Regions from separate parts of the Mus musculus genome. Here region 2 is linked to region 1. Evidence: chromatin contacts called from public ChIA-PET data. All regions are on one chromosome and are shown on one strand. Each heading gives the region's core, a stretch centred on a gene start, on an enhancer-like site or on the middle of the called end of the contact. The rest is flanking DNA. Distances are from core to core; before and after follow the strand shown. Region 1 holds the start of 0610039K10Rik (RIKEN cDNA 0610039K10 gene). Region 2 has its middle 20 kb from the start of Ccn5.

Region 1 (4,363 bases), core at 999-3,498:
CTCCTTTGCCTCTTCTTCTTTCCCTCCTAAATCAGACATACAAGCAGCAATGAAAGACCCCACCATAAGGCTTAGCAAGTTAGCTACAGTAACGCCATTTTGCAAGGCATGGAAAAGTACTAGAGCTGAGACCTCAAAAGTTACAAGGAAGTTCAGTTAAAGTTTAAGGCTAAATAACAACGGGACAGGGGCCAAACAGGATATCTATGGTCAAGCACCTGGGCCCCGGCTCAGGGCCAAGAACAGATGGTACCCAGATAGAGCGGAACCAGCAACAGTTTCGAGACTGCCCCACCAGCCAAGAACAGATGGTACCCAGATAGAGCGGAACCAGCAACAGTTTCGAGACTGCCCCACATCAGTTTCAAGGTTCCCCAAATGGCCGGGACTTTCCCCTAGCCTTATTTGAACTAACCAATCAGCTCGCTTCTCGCTTCTGTACCCGCGCTTTTTGCTCCCCAGCCCTATAAAAGGAGTAAAAACTCCACACTCGGCGCGCCAGTCCTCCGATAGACTGAGTCGCCCGGGTACCCGTGTTACCAATAAAGCCTCTTGTTGTTTGCATCCGAATCGTGGTCTCGCTGTTCCTTGGGAGGGTCTCCTCAGATTGATCGACTACCCGTCTCGGGGGGTCTTTCAGCAAGACCTAATCACCTGAGTTACTCATCACCAAAACTCAGTCTTCCACAGATACACTCTTTTCAGGAAAAAAAAAAAAAAAAAAAAAGCCAGGAAAGTGGCATACTTCTGTAACCGCAGCACTCAGGAGGCTGAGGCAGAAGGATCTGCAGTTCTAGACAGGCTGAGCTAACAGAGTGAAATCCTGCCCCCACCCCCACCCCGCCGCCCCAAGTAATAATAATGTGAAGCATTTTACTAAGACATGCCAGTAGTGGGGACTCACATCTGTAGTTTCGGCACTAGGCTGAGGTAGGAGGATTGCTAAAAGTTCAAGGCCAACCTGGGCTACAACGTAAAACCATATTTCAAAAAAAGTAAAGGCCAAACTTCTTTGCCAGGAGTAACACCTTCCTACAATCCCAATAAGGAGAACTGTGAATGAAAGGCCAGCATGGGATACTCAGGGAGATCTGGTGACCTATCTCAATAAGGCAAAAATTAAACACGTACAAAAGTCCTTTGAAATCTTTAATCCAGACTGGACTGGAGGTGTAGCTGGAGGAGCTCTCAGAGATAAGCTTTGGACAAACAAGGTCCTGGGTGCAATCTTAAACACCCAGAATGACCAAAGAGATTGCCTAAAAAATAAAGGCATACAGTGGGTATCTGCATGATTTGGCTCCCTGATATTCTGTCCCCCTTTTTTGGCGTGGGATGGGAGATGGGGGTGGATAGTGGCAATTGGAGACTAAACCCACAGCCTCTAAAAACCTACCCATAAACTGTAATTTGCACCTCCCTGTTTTGAGACAGGGTCTCAAAACAAATAACAAATGATCTGCCATGGCCCTCCACAGCCTTTAATTTCGTACTCTTCTCTCATTCCACTCTGGTATCCTAACCCCCTACTGGGTAAAAACTGAATTAACAATATATGCAAGGAGTTTCTAGATATGAACACCTGGATAGGATATTTTCAAATTATGGTTTTAAACCAGGAGGAGAAAAATATACAAGATATCTTCGACATTACTTCTGCCCTGAGACATGCCATTGACATGAGCAGAGCCTGAGTCCTTGGTTCATTACATCAGCTCGGGAAGGAGAAAACAATTAGGCACTGTGGTTCAAGCTACCAAGTTCCTCTGAGGCAGATTTGTTAGATTATTCCTTAGGTTAAAGAGATCCTAAAATTAACTTCTAAAAACGTTTTACCATTGACAAGGGGAATCGGACTAATTTCTTTACTTTATCCTCACAACAGTTCTGGAGGAGAGGAATGCTAGGGTGTTTAATTCGAAAATATTTAGGCCGCGGGGCTTCTAATTAAACGCCTTTTGCTCGCGACCTGCAGCAGGGCTGACTTAAAAGCCCCGCTCCCAACCCCACTCAGTAGCGCTGGCATATGCCGAACTATGAAGAAAAATGACTACAGTGGCCCTAAATTCCCTGACGCCATCCTCTAGCCACTCAGGAACCCGCGCCGTGGAACCTCGGCGTCGCCTGGCCGCGGGAACCCTGGGTCCGGAAGGCTGGCGGGGGCGGGGCGTCGAAATTGTAAACAATGGCGGTCCGGCCTCCCGCGACCCTCCGCCCACAGCGAGAGCCAGCCGAGCCGCCGCACCCCGACTCCGGGACGACGGCTACCGGGCCTGGACCCTGGGCCTGCCCGCTCCTCTCTGTTAGCCTCAGAGAGTGGAGGGTCCGCCTCGGGCGGCCCGACACCCACCCCCTGCGCGCCTCAGGCCCCGGACGGCCGAGGCCTCGGGACTCACCCAGCTGGCGAGGGAGAAGACGCCGAGGACGGCCCCCATGGTGACGCCGGGGCCGAGACCGACCGCTCCGAGCGGATCCTAACTGCTGACTGAGGCGTCGCCTCAGAAACGCGACGGATCCTCAAGCCGGAAACAGGGCCCGCCCTTCGCAGGACGCCCAGTTTACGTCATTGGGTGGCCCCGCCCACGGAGGGGGAGAAGGCGGAGCCTAAGACTGCTGGGGTGGCAGAGGACGTAGAGGGTTCGTGGCATACAACTCCGGGCTCGCTTGGGGCGCTGGTGGTCAGAGGCAACATAAAGGTGCAGAAAGACAGCATGTTCCCTACGAACTGCACTTATCCTCGGAAGAAGCTACATCCGAATTAAATAAAGATCCTACAGACTGTTAAGTCGTGGCTGGGCAGTACTTTGTGATTATTGAGAGATGGAATGTTGGCAAACTCAGAGGCAAACAGGCTATGTTGGGCCATTCAATAATCAGTTAGCATCTGTAATCCCAGAACTAAAGAGGATGAGGCTGGAGGATCAGGAGTTCAAAACTATCCTGTGCTACATAGAGTTTCAGACGAACAAAAAAGCCACTCTTCTTACCCCACACCCTACCGGAAACTTCTCCAGCCTTGTCTCCCCTTCCCCTTTCCCCCTTCCTCTTTTCCCCTGCCCCCCTTTCCCCCTGCCCCCTCCCTCCGCGGGGGTCAGTCTGCTGGCCAGGTTCAGCTCACTACTTTCCCTGTCCTAGACTCTTCCCGATGCCTCTGGCTGTACTCGTTCTCATATCTATAATAAAAATTTTCTCCTCAGCCATACCTTGGAGCAGTCATGTCCTCATTTTGTTGGGAACAAGCAAAAGAAACTTATGCTAAGTACTACCGTTTTCGTTTTCTAAATTCAAGGTCTCAGGCCCTGGGGGAGCTGGGGACTTTACCAACAGCTCAGCAACCTCGGTTGAAAACAATTGTCTGAGTCCAGATATTTCAGGGACAACTTCCCCTCCTTGAAGGCCGGGCCAAACAAGGTCCTGCTCCGAATGCCTACCCCACTTGTCCAAATGTTTTCTTGTCTGTTAACCAGTAAAGAATATAGAAACTACTGTTATCTGAGCCAACATGCATAAGTTATAAAAACCTATAACCATTGCCTGTTATGCACTAATTGACTACATGCAGCTCGCCCACTCCTCTGTTCCCTTATCATTCTAAAATTCCGGGCCAGAGTCCAGAAGACTTGACTCCAAGAGCTGAATTAATGACCTTGAAGCCAGGTGCCCAGGATACAGCCCAGTCTCCAATAGGTACCCATAATATCAAAATACAATTAGATAATACTGAGGCTCCCCACTACCCCCTGCTTTGGGTTCCCATCCCTTAAAAATGTACAGATCCCAGCCAGGCGGTGGTGGTGCACGCCTTTAATCCCAGCACTTGGGAGGCAGGGGCAGGAGGATTTCTGAGTTTGAGGCCAGCCTGGTCTACAGAGTGAGTTCCAGGACAGCCAGGGCTACACTGAGAAACCCTGTCTCGAAAAACCAAAAAAAAAAAAAAAAAAAAAAAAAAAAAAAAAAAAAGTACAGATCCCAAACTGGCCGGCTCCCTGCATGCTTAGAAAATAAAGCTTTCAGTTTTAAGCTTATCTCTGGAAATGAGTTTTCTTTTTTCTGGCTTCCACCCAGAAACCAACAATTTCACTCAATAAGTAATATGAGATGGTATATACAGGAGGATTTTTTTTTCAGTAGAAGTTTATTCAAGGGCTGAGGATTGTAGTTCAATTGGTAGAGTGCTTGTCTAGTATTTGAACTCCACCTCTACGTAAGCCAGGCCTGGTGACCAATATACACCTTGTACTTGGCCTGAAGCGGTCGGAGGATAAGAAGGTCAAGGTTGGGCTGGGCTTGGTGGTATACACCTAGGATCCTTGTGCTTGGCCTATAGAGGGAGTGGCCAAGCCATCTCTGTCAACAGGGTCTC
Region 2 (4,261 bases), core at 1,503-4,002, 160 kb after region 1:
TCACTGTGTTGAGAAAAGTTGGGGCTTTCCCCGCCATCCAGTCTAGCTGAATGGATAAGCTTCAGGGTCAGTGGCTTTATCCTGGGCTTGGGGTGCAGACAGGGAGGTTTAGGGTAGAAAGGAAGAAGACACCTGGGTACATGTGATATGAGGGTAGTATGGTGCAGGGACACTTGTCTGATGCTATGCAGATTTAGGGGCTGTTTGTTACAGCATCATGACCTAACTTATCCCTGACAGATACACATTATGATAAACTAAGGTCTTCTTCTTCTTCTTCTTCTTCTTCTTCTTCTTCTTCTTCTTCTTCTTCTTCTTCTTCTTCTTCTTCTTCTTCTTCTTCTTCTTCTTCTTCTCCTTCTCTTCCTCCTCCTCTTCCTCCTCCTCCTCCACCTCCTCTCTCTCTCTCCCCCTCTCCCTCTCTTTCTCTCTCCCTCCCTCTTCTCTCTCTCTCTCTCTCTCTCTCTCTCTCTCTCTCTCTCTCTCTCTCTCTCTCTCTTTCTCTCTCGGTACACAAGCCCAAGTAGGGGTCAGAGGTCAGCATCAGTTATCCTCCATCATACTCCATCTTCATTTGTGACACAGGGTCTCTCATAGATCCTGAAGCTCGCCATTTTGGTTGAGCTAGCCAGCCCTTGAGAGTGAGCCCTTGGGATCCGCCTGCCCCTGGTTTCTAATGCTGGGGTTGCGGGTGCATGCAGGATCATATTCAGATCATTTTATATGGACTCTGAAGATGGAACTCAAGTCTTCATGCTGTCCAGCAAGAGCCCTTACCCGCTGAGCCATCTCCCAGCCGCGGTGTGTATTCTCCGGAATGTTAAGCAGAGCACCACCTTCCTCTTAGCAACATCATTTTCAACTTTTTAAATCTTGGGGCTGGGGAGATGGCTCAGTGGGTGGAGCAACAGCTGCACAAGCATGGAGACCTAAGTTCAGATCCCCAGGACCCCTGAAAAAAGCCAGGCATGGCGGCACCTATCTGAAACACTAGCACCTGGGGATCAGGGACAGATAGATGCTGGAGGCCAGCGGGCCAGCCAGTCTCATTGAAGCAAGAAGCTCCAGATCCAGTGAGAGACGTGGAGAAAATGACAAATGGAGAATAATAGAGAAGGACACAGATGTCAACCTCTGGCTTCCACACATGTGGGTGTGTATACCCAACATACGTGTGTGTGTGTGTGTGTGTGTGTGTGTGTGACTGTACACATAGCATGACATTTACTGGCTTGACTTTCTGAGTTTTCAGGAGTTGAACTCAGGGCCTCACCCACGGGGAGAGTGTGCTATGCCCTGAACTATATCCCAACTCATCTTAACATTTTTAAAAGCACAGTTCAGTGGCATTGAGTACCTTGTGTGCAGCCCCCCCCCCATCATCCACCCACAGGACTCCTCCCCCTACAAAACTGAAACTTTGTATCCATCAAATAACAACCATCCCTCTGTCCTCAACGAGGGCCTGGCAACTGTGTTTTTGATCTTTGTGAACTGGGCTCCTTTAAATACTTCTTTTAACTGCACTCATCCAGTGTTTGGGGGTCTTTTGTATGTGACTAATTTATTTCACTTAGCAGAATGTTGTAGCACTAGTCAGAATTTCCCTACTTTTCAAGACAGAGTAATGTTCCGTTGTACAGACATACTACATTTCGATTATCCATTCAATGGCCACTGGGCATTTGGGTAGTTTCTGTGGCTTAGCTGTTGTATATAGTTTTAAAAAAAACATTTGAAATCAGTGTGTGTGTGTGTGTGTGTCTGTCTGTCTGTCTGTCTGTCTGTCTCTGTGTGTGTCTCTGTGTGTCTGTCTGTCTGTGTGTCTGTCTGTGTGTGTGTGTGTGTGTATGTGTGTGTGTGTGTGTGTCTGTCTGTGTGCCTGTCTCTGTGTGTGTGTGTGTGTGTTTGTCTGTCTGTCTGTCTCTGTGTGTGTGTCTATGTGTGTGTGTGTGTGTGTGTGTGTGTGTGTGTGTGTGTGTGTGTGTGTGTAGGGCAATGCCCAAGAAGCAAGTGGAGTCCAGGCCACCAGGCTTGGGTTCTAGCTTGCTATGCAGCTTTGAGTAGGTAGGTAAGTTCCTGACCTGACACCAGCTGTTCTCATCTTCCTGCCTACCCTGGGCAGTGTGCCAAGGCCAACTGAGACCGCAGTGTGAAAGTTCTCAGCAAAGAAGCCACCACCACAGTGGGGGACTGTTATTGTTATTGCTTAGTGGGTGAGAGGCCAGTGGCTTCCCAGAGGCGTGAATCATTCCTGGTGGGATTCCAGGCACCAGGAGAGGCTGTTCTGGGCAACAAAATCCAAATTCCACACGGAGCAGGGGCCCTGACCCTGAGTCCTTGGGTGAGCCACACCCTCTCTTCTGGGCCACTGATGCTATGAAGAAGAGTCTGTGAATGTCAGAAGCATCCCAGTTCTTAGGAACAGAGCCTCCAGCTCTGCTGCTAGCTATTAAGGAGGTTCAGAGAGGGTGATACGTCTGCCCAGAGCTGCAAAGCCAGAGGGAATGGGCTGGATGGGGAAACCTGAGACACACTCATGTCTCACTGGCTTTTACTTGGAAGTAAGGAAAAAGGCTTCAGAGGTGGAATCTAGAAAGTCACCATGGAGCAAGAAGAAAGAGCAGCCTCCTGTCCCTAGAAGCAGGTCTGGTGTTCCTTTGTGTTTCAGGGACATGGGTCTGAGGACTGATCACAGCCATATGTTAACATTCCCACATCTTGGTTAACATGGAGACTGCTCAAAACCACAGTAACGTGATTGAGCCCTTCCCACATCCGTGGCACAGAGCTGAGCTGTCACACAGAAACTCACACGCCAGCTCTTCTGTGAGCCTGGAACCGGTATGCCGCTGTTCAAAAGCCCTAGATCCTTAGCTCAAAGACATTTCCAAAGTCATAAAATAAGAACAGGCAAGAGCTTTGATCAGACCCTGGGCAGGGGCCTGTGAAATGTGTTCACAGAACACATGCCCTGTACCTCCTCAGAGCTGTGGCATCTGCGCTCTGTGCCCACTGTCCAGGAAGGACAATCAAGGCTTAGAACAGCTTTGTGATGTGTTGGCCAGAGTGGGCAGTTGGGATGAGGACCTACCATGTCAGGGCTGGCTTTTGTCTGGTGCACGGGATTTGAGAAAGAACGCTGTGCCTGGGAGTGTACAAAGCCAGGGCAGATCAAAGCTTGGAGGTGCAGGGCAGGAGGGCAGGGGGACAGGATCTGAGTGCCACCCACTGCTTGGTGACATCCAAACATCAATGCTTGGGGTACACTGGGGTGCTTACCATAAAGACAAAAGGCCAAAACTACACTCAGAACTCTATGCTTAATAATAAAGCCACAGCCATTTGGAGCTTGACCTGTAATAACTTAACATAAGAGCTGCTGAGTTCTTTTTAATTTTTAAATTACATTTAAATTAATTTATTTTATTTTATTTATCGGGGCTCATGCCATGGTTGGTTTTCTCTTTTAAGAATTGGGTCACAGGAGCTGAAGACAGTGAAGCTTGGTGGTGGGCACCTAGAGCCACCTTTAAATGCTTTCAAAGAAAATTAATTTGGACTGGAGAGATGGCTCAGCAGGTAGGAGCACTTGCTTGCTGTTTTTGCAGAAGACTCAAGTTTGGTTCTCAGGACCCATGTCAGATGGCTCACAACCCCCTGTAACTTTTTTTTTTTAAAGATTTATTTATTTTATATATGAGTACACTGTAGCTGTACAAATGGCTGTGAGCCACCATGTGGTTGCTGGGATTTGAACTCAGGACCTTCAGAAGAGCAGTCAGTGCTCTTAACCACTGAGCCATCTCTCCAGCGCACTCCCCACCCCCATAACTCTTGTCTCTAGATGAGCTAATGTCCTCCTCTGGCCTCTGTGGGTGCCTACTGACATGTGTGCATCTGCTCACACAGTCATACACACAGATAAATAAAAATAAAACAAATCTTAAGAGCTTTTATTTTTAGCTTAGGTGTGCATGCATGTATGTGTTCCTGTGTGAGCAGATGCACATATGTACAGTCGGTCATGTGTTCGTGTGTGTGTGTGTGTGTGTGTGTGTGTGTGTGTGTGTGTGTGTGTATGGGTGTGGTGTGTGTGCGCACGTGCATGTGAACTCCAAGTGTCAATCCTTGGGAGCTATCCACCTTGGTTTCTGAGACAGGTCTTACTGAGACCTGAGGTTTGCACATTTGGTTATAGGCCGGCTGGCTAGTAGGTCCCAAGGATCCTCTGGTCTCCTCCCCTAGTCCTGAGATTGTA

Evidence for each region. ChIA-PET counts read pairs in DNA pulled down with a chosen protein or histone mark.
Region 2: a contact with region 1 is called in an RNA polymerase II ChIA-PET map of memory CD8 T cells, with 107 read pairs. The contact joins the enhancer-like site here to the promoter of 0610039K10Rik in region 1. A contact is called at or near these places in 2 of 39 promoter capture datasets (pre-B cells and stem cell-derived epiblast-like cells), 1 of 15 datasets of contacts at CTCF or cohesin (the NIH/3T3 cell line), 7 of 115 datasets of contacts at active chromatin or transcription factors (the 230-238 cell line, the SCID.adh cell line, embryonic stem cells and 4 more) and 2 of 9 other capture datasets (adipose tissue and liver).

The regions. Positions count from the first base shown.
Region 1 is chr2:163,642,602-163,646,964 of GRCm38.p6, forward strand. It overlaps 0610039K10Rik (RIKEN cDNA 0610039K10 gene), which reads left to right and starts at 2,249. Exons shown (of 1, transcript NR_028113.1): 1 at 2,249-3,199. Serinc3 (serine incorporator 3) reads right to left here and starts at 2,542. Exons shown (of 10, transcript NM_012032.4): 1 at 2,397-2,542. The coding sequence starts at 2,435.
Region 2 is chr2:163,798,834-163,803,094 of GRCm38.p6, forward strand. No RefSeq gene overlaps it. Among named protein-coding and RNA genes, the nearest start is that of Ccn5, 20 kb to the right of the region's middle. Within about 2 kb of position 2,753, at least 85 of the 459 cell types and tissues checked have an H3K27ac peak or open chromatin away from gene starts, as enhancers often do. A contact at or near this core is called in the NIH/3T3 cell line, the SCID.adh cell line, adipose tissue and 2 more, where this site is marked.